Linked DNA regions of Capra hircus: region 1 is linked to region 2. A link is a contact called in public Hi-C data. All regions are on one chromosome and are shown on one strand. The core of a region is the stretch at or near the end of the contact, and the rest is flanking DNA. Distances in the headings are between cores, read along the strand shown. Region 1 overlaps TTC22 (tetratricopeptide repeat protein 22). Region 2 overlaps MROH7 (maestro heat-like repeat-containing protein family member 7).

Region 1 (7,032 bases), core at 527-3,026, 99 kb before region 2:
TATGATGAGGCAGATTGTTTTATCCATCATTCCTCCCCCGTCAGCCCTCCACACACAGTCCTAGATGGATTCTTGGTGGAGTCTTGAGGCTGAAAGGTATTAAGAGCAAACCCTTTGGAGTTACAGATACAGTTTAAATTCTTCCTCCTTTACCAGGTGGTTGTGGGCAAGTCACTTCAGTTCTCTGAGCCTCAGTTTCCTTATCTGCAAGCTGGGATTCTAACGTCATCTCATAAGGTTGCTGTGAGGAGTAAGAGAGAGACTACGCAGGGCTCCAGGTGGGGTGCAGATCATGGTGGGGCCCAGCCCCTCGCCTGTCCACTCCACCCCGGGCCCCCATGGCCCTGGGCTTTGCTCCACAGGAGAACTGTTCTCAGGCTCTGACTCATCAGCAAGCAGTTTCTCTCTTGCCCCCAAGAGGGTGAGCCTTCTGTCTCTATCTGCGTCTGGCACAGGGTTGGACCTAAGAGGAATTTTTGACTGTTGCTAAATTTAATTTGGTTTTTTAGTCTTAAAATTCCTATTATTTTTCTAAAATAAGGTAAAAAACTTATTTTTCTCTGAAAGCAAAATCTCTGTCCCAAGCGACTCAGTTGTGTGAGTTCCTCCCCCTTTTCCTAGAATATTGGTGGCTTCATACACTCGCCCACGTGCACATACACAGCAGACCCTTCACCCTGCTTCGGAGCAGGGCTGGCTCTGGGTGGCACTGGGAGCCAGCGCGGAGCTGAGTTTTACACTCGCTAGCACGTTTCATTTTAGCACATCAAACCTCATGGACACACTGCCGTTGGGTGCTGTGATTCTCTGTCACACAGAGGACAGAACAGGCTCAAGGTGACACAGGCCATCCAGATTTCACCTGGCCAGCTGGGGCAGGCAGGACGGAGCCGGTGCTGGGAGGCCCAACAGCCAGCCTCACAAACAAAGGTGTGGGCATTCCACACTGTTGCCGCACCCAGCAGGTTGGGACCTAGCAGGAAGGGCTGAGAGGTCACTGCTGGTCAGCATCCAGGGTCCCTGGCATGCACACACCCACACACCCATACACACACCCACCCCTCTGCCACCATCAGGGAGGTGCTCACACACACACACACACACATCCCTCTGCCACCATCAGGGAGGCACGCACACACACACACACACACACACACCCCTCTGCCACCATCAGGGAGGTGCACACACACACACACACCCCTCTGCCACCATCACGGAGGTGCACACACACACACACACCCCTCTGCCACCATCAGGGAGGCGCACACACACACACACACACCCCTCTGCCACCATCAGGGAGGTGCACACACACACACACACACCCCTCTGCCACCATCACGGAGGTGCACACACACACACACACCCCTCTGCCACCATCAGGGAGGCGCGCACACACACACACACACACACCCCTCTGCCACCGTCAGGAAGGTGCGTGCACACACACACACACACACCCCTCTGCCACCATCAGGGAGGTGCACGCGCACACACACACACACACACACACACACACACACACACACACACCCGACTCTGCCACCATCAGGGAGGCCAGGACCAGGGAACTCCTCAAGGAGCTGCCCTCTCGATAGATTTCTGCTCCCCACAGCCCTGTCTCCCCCAGCCTCCCTTCCCACTCTGCCAGTCATCCCCCCACAGCAATGCAGGTGCCCGAGAGCCTGGCAACTGGGCCCACTGTGCACACAGAGGCACTGCTGCGACCCCGCAGTCAGAGTGTTGGTGTGGGGGTCTGCAAGCTGCAGGACGCCCTGAGTGGCCCGGGCCAGCTGCGCAACCTCTCAGAGTGTCCATGTCTCCCTCTGTGAAATGGAGACAGTCGTACCAGCCTGGAGGGGGGTGCGGGAAGAGGCAACGGGGTCACAGAGGGAAGGCCAGCCCCAGCAAGCCTGGGTGGATGTGGCTTGCTCATCCTCAACCCCTGATGGGGCAGCCAAGACTCCTTCTAAGTGAGCACCCACCTTCCTCTCTGTCTCCTCAGACTTCCTCCTGCCCCTGAGCTCACCCTCAACTCTGCCCAGAGCCAGCCTTGGGAAAAGAACAATGAAATTGGGAGAAGACCCCACTGGGAGCCAGGGGTCAGGATTTGGGTTCCTGGCTTAGCCCTGCCTGAGTGGCTGTGCGAGGTAGGAAAGTCCTCCTCCGTCACTGGACTGAAGTGGTGGCCTGGCTGATTTTGGGGACAGGAAGGGCTTTGAGAGCAAAAGGTGGGGGAAGCAACAAGCCTCCTGGCAGAAGAAAACACATAAACACACAGAGGGGGAGGAAACCACAGCTTGGGGAGCGTCAGGAATGGTGCTTTGAGGACTTCAGAGTTGATCTCCAACTTTTGAGGTCATAGGCAGGGTTTCTCCTCCCACGGTGCTTGCAAACACACATGCACAGGCACACGCGCACGTGCATACACACACACACGTATACATACATTCATGGCTCCACAAATCTGAGTGATTTGACTTGGTTCCACTAGAAAAGGAGCTGGATGACTCACACTAGACAATGAGCTAGAGACTGTGCACTCCTGTGCTTTTCACAGATTATCTCACTTGAGCCTCCTAGAAATGCTGGGGAATCAGAACTGTTATTAACCCCATTCTACAGATGAGCAAACCGAGGCTCCAGGATGTGTAGCGACTTGCTCAAGGGCACACAGTCATAAGTGGCTGGCTGGAAATGGACTCAGGTCTCTCCGACATGAAGCCCTGGCTGAGGGACAGTTTTCCCGAGGCTCTGGTCCCAGCCTTCTGATGGCCTCGGTGCCGTAACAGCACTTTCTGACTTTGCTGCTGGCTTCATTCCCTCTATTTCTGGCAATCTGGAGAACTGGTTCTCCCCTCTTCATTGATACAGGACCCCAGAGCCAAAGCTGCCTTTAGCATCTTCTGACCCAATTGCCTTCTTTACAGGAGGAAAGACAGAGTGTGTTAAGGGCGCACACAGCCCAGACCCATGGGAGGAGCTGAGAAAATGCAGGCATCACTGTTATTATCACAGAGGGCAGGAGACTTCGTCAGATCCACCCAGTGTCAGAGTTGGGTTTGGATCCGGGACTAGACAGAGCCCCTTTTCTACAGAGCCCCTTCTGCCCAGTCATGCTGGACCACTCTCACCCACACACTTGTGAGAGGCAAGACCAGTGGGTCATCCCCGCTTGTAGATGTGGAAACTGAGGCCCAGGCTGGGCCAGTGGGCTTTCCAGGAACCCTGGGGGAGGTAGAGGCAGTGGGGGGTGACTCCCATCCCATCCCTCTGTTTACCCCCACTGAGGCAGGAGCTGGGTGAGTAGGAACCTCACCTGCCCTGCCTTTCTGGAGCAGGCCCCCATGGGAGCCAGGTGGGGTGGGGTGGGGCTCCACGTGCAGAGCCCAGAGGCTTGCTCTGTGTCATCACTGAGGACATTCCAGTTGAGCAGGAAGAGCTTATTTCTGAGGCCTTCCACCTGGTGAATTTTATTTCTGCATTATCAGCCTCCACAGGGTCGGTGTGATGAGGTGGAAAGAACAGGGGCGCTGGAGGGAGGCAGATCTGAACTTGAATCCTGGTCCTTTCCCCCTGGCCTGTGGGGCTGGCTGGGCAGCTCTTCTCTTGGTCTCTCTCCTCACCAGTAAAAGGAGGAGGATGTGTCCCACCTTCTCAGTCTGCTGTGCAGGCTCAGGGCCACAGTGCACAGAAGTGCCAGTGGACAGTTGACGGTCGAGAAATATTCATTCTCCTTCCTCCTCCTCATTGCCCCTCCCCTGAAAGAGAATTAGTCAGCTCTCAGGAACTGACTCTGAAACACAGATTACAAAGTCCTCAGGGGCAAAGTTTGAACTGCAAGGCAGACATTTTCCTTCAGAATCAATGGGGTCACAAAGAACTGAGCACACGCGCGCACACACAGAGCCTGTGCAGACACATGTAGGTTAATAAGCCACTGGTATATCAAGAGAGCTTCTGCTGAAATCCCCTAAAATAGCTAAAGTAAAAGTCGCTCAGTAGTGTCCGACTCTGCAACCCCATGGATTATACAGTCCATGGAATTCTCCAGGCCAGAATACTGAAGTGGGTAGCCTTTCCCTTCTCCAGGGGATTTTCCCAACCCAGGGATCGAACCCAGGGTTGGGAAAATCCTGCATTGCAGGCGGATTCTTTACCAGCTGAGCCCAACATTTCCTTCGTTGAGGGTCACCTTTTGAAGTAAATGAACTAGCCATCTGAGACCCATCCTTATATCTGCCAAGTTAGCACACACCTGCTCTGTAGGGGCTCATCCTAACCCTGATATTCACTATAGGTTCTGCCAGATCACCCACCTTTGTCGATTACCCACTCAGCTGTGGCAGCGTGGATCTTCAGGCTTCCCTGCAGATCACAAGTGCTGATCCTTTGCTCTGTTAAAAAGAGATGCACTGGCCTGCCATTTTCACTCGGCTCTCCACAGTGCGAGAGGCCCGTGTAGTGTTTCCATCAAGTTCCCAGGGGATGCTGATGCTACTGTCACGAGACTCCACTTTGAGAACCACTCATCTGGGGTAGTTAGGTGCGGGGACTCTGGGGCTAAGCTGCTGGGTTCCCAGCTCTGCTACCGTCTAGCAGGGCCACTTAAGGCCACAGGTGCCTCTTCTGTAAAATCGGGATAATTGTAGTCCTTACCTTCTTGATAACCCATGTAAATTATGTGCCTCATTTATAGTAAGCACTTATAGTAAGTGCTCAATAAAATGCACTTTTATTCATATAGCAAAACCCCCAGCATTTCCAGGTTTCAGTCCAGGCTGTCACACTAGTCGTGTGTCTTTGAGGACATCATCTCACCTCAGTGTTCCCACCCAACGGGGTGATGATGACCCACTTAACATTCCACACAGGGCTTTCTGAGGATCACGTGGCTTCTGCAATAAGTGCACTTTGTAAATGGTAAGCACCGCACAGAGTTGCAGCAAGGTGTTGGGGGTAACAACATGAATTTGAAGAGGGAGACTTGGCATGAAATATCAGAAGAATCCCCTCTGTGAGCCCATCTCTAAAGTGAGGGAAATATTGGTGAGGGCCTCAGAGGAGCTGGGGTGTCCTGAGAACCCTTGCCTGTGCCTCACTCTCACCCTCAGTTAGTACCAGGATCTACCCAGCTACTGAAGGGCAGCGCTGGAGCCTGGGCCCTGCTGCATCCCCTCCCACAGATCTGCGACGGAGCAGCCACCAAACTTGAGCCCGTCCAGCTTGAAGCCTGGGCAGACTCTCCCACTGGCCAGCACCCTCTCGTAGACCCTGGAGCCCCCAGCTCATGGGGTCCTGATGAGGATGAACAACAGAAAGGGTGGGGTGTCCTGCCGCAGCTCACCCTGGGCGGCCCTCAGTCAACATTCTTCTCCTGGCAGAGGTCCTGTCAGCCCCCTCCCAGGGGGCTGCCTCCAAATATATTGCCTCTGGGAGCCATCAACTCTGGAAGTGAATTCCTTGCAGCCATCAGAGGTTTCACAGCAACTTCATTCTCCAGGAGAGAGGAAGAACACCCCCTTCCTTCTTCAGGAGGGGAGGGGGCAGTCAGAGGCCTGTTTAATTTAATTTAACGCACCATGGCTTGCCAGGTTGCCCCTGGTAACAGCTTCAGCTGCTGCTTCAGTTACAACCAGAAGGATTTTTAAAGAGACAGCTTATTTTAGGACCAGAATTGCACAGCAGAGTGAATGGTCTCTCTCTCTACTAGGGATGGAGGGTTGGAACCCAAGCATAGGGAGGGCTCAAGCCAGGCCTGTTTATAACATTAACTCCACTTCAGATTTGCAACGCTATAAGCCCTCCTGCAAATGGTACCTTGAGTGGGATCTGAGGAGGGGCTCCATTTGAAATTTATCAGAGATGTCACTCAGCTAGCTACTTCTCTGAAAATCACAGTTTTAGTCTTCAAGTAGAAGGGAAGAGGGAAATGGCAACCCACTCCAGTGTTCTTGCCTGGAGAGTCCCAGGGACGGGGGAGCCTAGTGGGCTGCCGTCTGAAGCGACTTAGCAGCAGCAGCAGAAGGGAAGAGTTAACATTCAGTAGTTGCCCCGGCAATTCAGGCACTCTGCCACTAGATGGTAGTATTGCTTACTTAGTGCCAACAATAACCCGGCTTAACTTATTCAAGACTATCAGAATAATGGTGAAACCACTGGGTTTCAAGTCTTGATAGTAACCAGTGTGTCACCCTGAGCAAGCTGCTTCACCTTTGTGGTCTCAGTGGTCTCAGGGATATAAGGGGATTGATTAAAACAGCCGAGTGCTGTTGACAAGCGTTGGGGCTAGAACTATGAAGGCATGAGTTTATGTCCCAACTCTGTCATGTACTGTGTGATTTGGACACATCACTTAATTTCTTGTATCTTGAATACCAAACAAGAGGGTGGCTATGACCCAGGCAGAGCCTGAGAATAGCACATTGCTCTTCAACCTTGGGAACCTGTGGACCCTACGGGGCATCTGAAGCCCTAGGAGCACAGTGGTGGTGGTGGAGGGCTGTTAGAAAGTGGGGTAAGGCAGGATGACTCTGTGTGCCAGAGCCTGAGACCTCGACGCCCCAACTAGAACTGAAACAGGGCAAAGCAGCCTCCCAGACACTCCTAACCCTGCACGTCTCTAACCCAAACCAGGAGAAAGGGTCAGATATTGATGGATATTTGTGGAAGACTGGGCCCTGCCTCCCAGTGCCCTTTTGCAGATAAGGATATAGCCTCTAAGGGGTAACGCATCTACCCAGGGCCACCCTCCTCTTGTGGCCAGGCCTGTTAGCCACCGAGCCTCTGCTCTGGGCACTGCAGCCCTCTCCTTGTCTAGTACAACGGCTGTCTCTATGGTCATGTTTCCTTGTCAAGAGCCTGAAAAGGGGAGCAGGTTCTGTGTCTCCCCACCATGACTCGGCCTAGCCAACCTCAAAGTGGGCATGAAACCAGAGGTCATGGGATCATACCCACAGGCAGCCAGGGAGCCTGAAGCACACATGCTTTGGTCTTTCATGTGGACAGGTGCTGACCTTGTGTCAAGGTCCT
Region 2 (6,679 bases), core at 3,881-6,380:
CTGCACTGGCAGATGGGTTCTTTGTCACTAGCACTACCTGGGAGGCCTCGTGTCAGGCAGACCAAGGTTCAGATCCTAGCTTTGCTGTTTCCTACAGTCCAGAGGCCTGCATAAATCACTCCTTGAGAATCTAACAGTGGAATTTGTCCTTAGAGTCACCACATAAAATACAAAATACCCATCTGAACTTCAGATAAACCAGCAATTTTAGCAAAAGTATGTCTTAAATATACCAAAAGGTATTTACTGTTTTTCTGAAATTTGTATTTAACTGAGTGTCCGATATTTTTATTTGCTAAATCTGGCAATACTAATTGAGTGTATACTTTTCCTGTCCCCAAGACTGAACATTAACATGACGTATATCACCTTTATCCATCACTCAGAAGATCTATGTGGCTCTTGGGCAGAAGGGGAAGTCTCCTAGGGACTAAATCTTTGCCCCAGATGCTAGAGAACAAGAAGAGCAGGGATACCATATAGATCCCAAAAGACTGAAACTAATAAGATGGGAGGGATGGGGGAAAAAAAAATCTTTGTTGGCCCATAATGTGTGGAACGAGCTGGTCATTTTACATATATGATCTCATTTAATCTTCCAAAAAGCTTGTGGTTTGCATCCTACTGTGTCCTTTTTACAAATGAAGAAACCCAGGCCTTAACAAGAAAAGTACTTGCCTGAATTTGTATAGCTAGGAAGGGCCAGAGCTAGGTCTGGTACCCAGGTCACTCTGCTTCCAGAGCCAGGGGACTTTAAACAATGTGCCAAGGTCCCTTGGTTTGGAGCAGAGTTGGGACTCTGGGGAAAGTAGGGAGGCAAGTAACAGTCAATACCGCACACCTCTAGGTGCAGTGAGTGCCAGCTGGGTTTCCGTGTCAGCCCTTACCACATCATTAGCTTCCCACAGCTCTTTCAGAGATGTTCTCCTGCCTACAGGTTTTAGCCACTCCAGATTCCAAGGTAGGACCCGTTCTTTGTTCACTCATCCAATACATGTTCACTGAGCACCCACCATGTGCCAGGCCCAGGGCGAGATCTTGGGCACACCATGGGGAACGAGACATAGACTCAAATGAACTATAGACTAACAGGGAAGACAGACCAGACACCAGGGCACTGGGGCTGCCGTTCCTGGCTGCGCACGGTGGCCTGGGAATGTGAACATGAGAATCACAAGTTAAACTAGGAAGGAACAGAAGAGGCTTATACAGAAGCATTGCTTAAACCAAAATGTGTTTGTCACCTCTGTCTCCTAGTTCTGTGGGGACTAAACTCCACACTGATTTCCAGACCTCTCTGAACTTTGCGTTGGTCTCGTCCATCTCCCACCAGTGCCTTGTTGTCAAGGGTCCACTCAATTCCGAGGCTGAGTACCTGGCTCAAAAGCCTTGTGTTAGAGGCACGTCAAAGGGCTTACGTTTTTGAAGCTCCAAGATGGTATAGAGGATGGTGATGCCGTCCAGAGCTTCACGGCCGATCTCCTCATCAGGATCCCCGATGCGAATGATGAGCCTCCCCAGAAGAAGCCCCAGTGCCGGGAATCCCGAGGACATCTGTTTGTGTCATGATCTTAGGGACTGAGACTTATAGGTTCAATAATGCTATACAGTAAATGGTGAACAGAGCTAGATGGCCTGGCCCGGAGAGCTGAATCCTCTGAGGAGTGAGGCCCACCTAGGAATCTCGGGGCAGATGCATGGGCTCCCTCAGAGCTGAGAACATTCTCCCTAGCAGTCCTCCCCTCCTCCCTCCCAGAGCCACTCACAAGGAAAGGCGGGGTCAGAAGTGCGTGGTTCAACACAGAGACACTGATTTTCACAGCCCGTGCTCTCTCATGAGCCTTCCCAGAGTTCATCCAGGGCCCCAGGGGCTGTGGGGAAAAGGCTACGACTCAGAGCTACGAGCCAGATGCTAGCCTCTGCCCCCTGGATGGGCAGAACAGCCTTCACCAATTATCAGGAAGCTTCTGAGGGAGAGCATCAAAGCAACCCACCGCAGCCCTCCTCCTCTTCTTAGAGCATAGGGACACATGGGGTCCAGAAGCTGAGGACAGAACGGAAGACCAGAGGGAGGGCAAAGGTTAATGGGAGAGAGATGAAAGGTAGAGAGTCTTGAAGATAGGCGAGAGGCATAAGGACAAGAATTTAGAAAGCAAGGATATGGGAGCAGCTATCACAGGAGTCGCAGGGGGAGAGGGAGAGGGTGAAGGAGGAGGAGTTTGGGACACGACCTGTGAGAGGGCCAGGGAAGCAGAGATCTGGCACAAGACTACATCCTGAAGTCAAATCACTCTTTCTGGGTCCAGACCCCCAGCCCCAGTTCTCCCGAGTCAATTCCCCATCCTCCTCCACCCTTCTCCTCCCTGCCCCCATACCTCCAAGATGCTCTTCAGCCCAGCAGGAGTGGGGTCCTCAACAAAGAGGGCATTGAGAAGTGTCTGCAGGGCATTCAAGGTCTGACAGTAAAGTATCTGTGAACACGGAGAGGACCAAGTCACTAAGCAGCCTCTGGGGCAGACCGCAACCCCAGGCAACCCCTGATGTGGGTCAGGGGAGGAAGGTGTACTCAAGCCCAGGAGTGCTGCTTCCTAGTCCCACCATGTGAGACTAACCTCGATGTGCGATATGGGGCAACTGGCTTCCCCTCCATGGGTTACAGGTTCTTTATGGAGAAACTGGTAATTATTATCCGTGAACTCCTTAGCTTACAAGGGCAAGAAGAATTACAGAGAATCTACCACGGGCCAGGGGATTGCCTCGTAATTGGCACAACTCTATCACTCTGTCCTCAAAGTGTTTTTCTCACTGTGCAAATAAGGAGATGTTCTTTAAAAACTATTTACTTATTTGACTGTGCCTGGTCTTAGCTGTGGCATGCGGGATCTTTAGTTCTTTAGTTGAAGTATGTGGGATCTAGTTCCCCTGCCAGGGATTGAACCCCAGCCCTCTGCACTGGGAACTCAGAGTCTGAGCCACTGGACCACCAGGGAAGTCCCAGGAAGAGACACTTGTCCAAGGTCACGGAACCAAAGTTTCAATTCATGAGGAGCATGAGAAGATGGGTGGGAAAATGCTCAAGAACCGTGAGGGCTAGATCAATGGACAACCAGCCCTGCTTGTGTTATTGTCTCCGAGGAAGTGTTCTGATTCCTTTTAAAATCACCACTCCTAGATCCAAACAGATTTTCTAAGTTACCCCTTGCCGGAGTCAGCTCTCTCCTCTCCATTGTTTGTTCCTTCCCCGGTCACACCACAGGCCTGAAACTGCCTCAAGGAGGGTGCAGGCATGACACCTACACAAGGCTAAGGGGTGTCTTTGAGGCCCTCTCTCCCTGCCTCTCTTCTTCCCATCATCTCCACATCTTCCTTCAAGGTCGTCTTTGTCCAGGCTTCCTGAGTCTGAGCACACCAGGCTTACACCACAACCACCAAGGAAGCCTTGCTCACCAACTCCCTCCTCCTACCTGCCCGTCTGCAGTCCATCACTGTGCAGCACTGACCTCTGCTGGCCTGGCCTGGTACTACAAGAAGGCTGCAGGCTCTCTTCATACCCATCCCTGCCTCCCCTTTGAGTCTCCTCTCAAGTGCTTCACCTCCAAGACTCAGAGCCATCACGCTGCGGCTGGTCTGGCTCCAACTGCTCTCACCTCAGCCTCTGGACTCCAGCCACTCTGCCTTCTTATCATCCTTGCAGTCATCACGTTCTCTCCGTCCTCAGGCTGCTGCACAGGCCATTCCCTCGGCCTCTCGCTCTTCCTTCGGCCACCCTCTTCAGCTAGTTAACTCTTCTAAACCTCTCGCCTCTAGCATCACGACCTCAGAACCCCAACACGGTCAGGTTCCCTCCATTTCAGGCTCTTAATAGTATCATGTACTTCTTGCTTGCACCAAGTACTGTTGTAATTCTGCATTTATTTGTATGATATTTTGATAATCTGCCCCTCAGCCCTACAGTATCTCAGCCCTGTACTTCTGGATCAGGTATTAGTTAAAATTTGCTGGATAAAAGGATGTAAGCCTGTGGCTCACTCAGAGCCGAAATATCTCTCCCTAACCTCCCCCACTGACCCCATTCCACATGAAGGGTCTCCTCTGATCACTCTTCCAGGGGCCATCCTGCAGGGGGTTGAAGGTGCTCATGAGAGCCCCTTGAGGTTCTACTTCCAGGCCTCAATACAAACTTGCCCAATCCTCAGGCCTTTTCTTCCTAATCCTGGCCACCTCCTGAGCCGTGCCAACATCTGCCCACATCCTTCTCATGGGGCAGAGCCCAACGTGGGCAATGCTTCAGATGAGGGATCCTTTATTCCACAGACTCACTCATTCACCAAATATTTATCAAGTGCTTGCTCGGGCCAGGAAAGGGGAGGTGAATTGCCCAAGCCGCTTAAGTAGGAGATTGAAGATTCCAATCTACCTCTCATAATGCCCTTCCTCTCCTGCTGGGAGTCCAGGGACGTGCCTCCCTCTGAGGACACCAGTCAGCCCCAAGGCCCTGCTTGGGAGGGCCCTGCCTCACCTGTAAGGCATCTGCCTTGGCCTGGTCTTTCTCCTGCATGGCCTGCACGGTGGGCAGGGAGAACACACTCTTCACGCATGTGTTCACCAGCTCCGACCGTTCCTGCAAACCCAGGACAGGCTGGGAATGACTGGGGAAGAGACAGAAAGTGAGGGCATGGAGTGAGGGGGCACCTGAGGCTGCAGGCTGGAAGTGAAAGGTGCAGGGCTGGGACAAGGGCTGAGATTCAGATCCACAGAAGGGCAAAATGAGGTGAGGAGGAGGAGGGTGGTGGGGTACAAGTCAGATAGCCCCGGCAGGGCCTGGGCAAGGGGAAGGCGAAAGCTCCGGGACTAGGAAAGGGCCACGCACAGCAGGGAGGCCTCTGAAGATACAGGCAGAGCCTGAGGGTTGGGAAAGGGGCTGAGGGTTGGGAAAGGGGCCGAGGTCACCTCAGCTGGGTCAGGGTCTCCATGGCCTGCTGGCGGACGGAACTCGTGAGAGAATCCAGCGGCTCCTCCTGGATCCACTTCTGGATGGGGGACACGGAGGTGTCAATGAGGGGGCAGGCCACCACAGACCGCCAATGCCGCAGCCACTCCTCAGGGAATGGGGCCACTCTTCAGCCTGGGCCGGCTCACTCCCTGCCTGGCCTCCAGTGGAGGGAGCCAGCTGACTGCTCTAACCCGGTCCAGAGGCCGCAGTTCAAGGTCTGCAAAACGGGCCTGACGCGCTGCACACACGCAGGGCTCAGCAAGAACTGTTTCAGCAGCCCTGAGGTAGGAAAGTCTAAACCACGGAGCAGCCCCCAAACACTATGCCTGACCCTTGAAAGTGGTCCAGTTGAGTTCCTTTAAAATGTCCTTCCAGTTAGTTCTCACTTTTGATCTAGCACCAACACCCAGTAGGTGCTCAGTTAATGTTAATTAAATGAAAGTATCAGAGCCACAGGGTTTTTTTCTCTCTTTATAGCTAACTATTGATATAATTCTGGAAACTTCAGTGGCTGTCCCAGCCCAGACACTCCGGTGGATAACTGAGAAGTGACTGCATTTAGCAGAAAAAAAGAAAGTTCCTTCGGAAGTTCCCCTATCAGAGGAACTATGTGGGGAAATAACATAATGACTGTTCCCGGGGAGCTAAGATTTTACAGTGAAATAACCTTTGGGTTGTGTCCTCCATTGACACAGGTTTTTTTATCAGTCACTTGTGAGGTATTAAGAGTGAGACTTAGAGAAGGGAAGTGACTTGGCCAAGCTCCCTCAAGGTAGGTGGGGGGGCAGTTCAGGGTGGAGCTGAGACCAAGGCCCAAGTATCTGTGCCTTGATGTCCTCTGCCCACCCCACCCCAACCCCACCTCATCAGTGCGTGGGCTCAGGACTTCTGCCCCCTCCCCACCCTGATGCCACAGACCCTCAAGCTACTTGCGCACCATCATCTTCTTTATCAGGGTCTTCTTCTCTTCTTCCTTGTCCAGCACATTCTGGCTCTTCTGGAGGCTGAGGGCACTCCCGACCTCAGGGGCAGTAGAGGGCAAAACCACAGGGTGAGAGCCACATGGAGCCCAGCCCTGGGGCTGCCCTTACACCTGTCTTTGCACCTGCCACCTGCAGTCAAGCTGCCTGTTCCTCCCCAGCTGCCAGCCCCCAGCATCAGCTCAAGAGAAGTGAGAAACCTCAAGGGAACTTGGGGTGGGTGGGGGGTGTAAAGATATGAGAAGATGGTGGTAGCAGCAGGTTGAGGATAATCCCTGTAGGTCAGATTTGGGGGAAGACCAGATATCAGATTCAGATTGCAAAGCACCTGTCAACTAAGGGAGAAGAGGCAGGCACTGGTGGAACAGAAAGGGTTCCAACACCTCAAGTTGAAATGTCATCGTTAGTGATACCTCGTGAGGGCCTTCTAGCATCTACCCTTTGTAAGGATACCCACTAGTCGGATTAACGCATTCTGCTATCGAGAGGGAATGCCAATACAAATGTCCCATTAATTAATGTCCCATTAATCTATTAGTTCTCTTTATCTTAAGGTAGAAGAAGAAAAAAAAACATGAAAGAGACAAAATGTATTGTAAAGAAAGCAAAACAAGTGTATCTGATGGGCAGTACGGTAGTTTAAAGATGCTACAAGTTATTTCCCATTCCACCTGGCAAGAAGACAGGTGGTACGGCCTGGCCTGGG

Evidence for each region. Hi-C and Micro-C count contacts between places; a contact is called where the count stands out from the background.
Region 1: a contact with region 2 is called in a Hi-C map of blood, with 6 times the contacts expected there. The contact joins two enhancer-like sites. A contact is called at or near these places in 2 of 5 Hi-C or Micro-C datasets (both in blood).

Annotation. Positions count from the first base shown.
Region 1 is chr3:29,277,990-29,285,021 of ARS1.2, reverse strand. All of the region lies in intron 1 of TTC22 (tetratricopeptide repeat protein 22), which reads left to right. Among named protein-coding and RNA genes, the nearest start is that of LEXM, 10 kb to the left of the region's middle. Within about 2 kb of position 1,776, at least 1 of the 5 cell types and tissues checked has an H3K27ac peak or open chromatin away from gene starts, as enhancers often do.
Region 2 is chr3:29,182,517-29,189,195 of ARS1.2, reverse strand. MROH7 (maestro heat-like repeat-containing protein family member 7) reads right to left here. Exons shown (of 22, transcript XM_018044547.1): 4 at 5,931-6,014; 5 at 4,951-5,030; 6 at 4,520-4,649; 7 at 2,376-2,471; 8 at 1,419-1,554. Among named protein-coding and RNA genes, the nearest start is that of MROH7, 14 kb to the right of the region's middle. Within about 2 kb of position 5,130, at least 1 of the 5 cell types and tissues checked has an H3K27ac peak or open chromatin away from gene starts, as enhancers often do.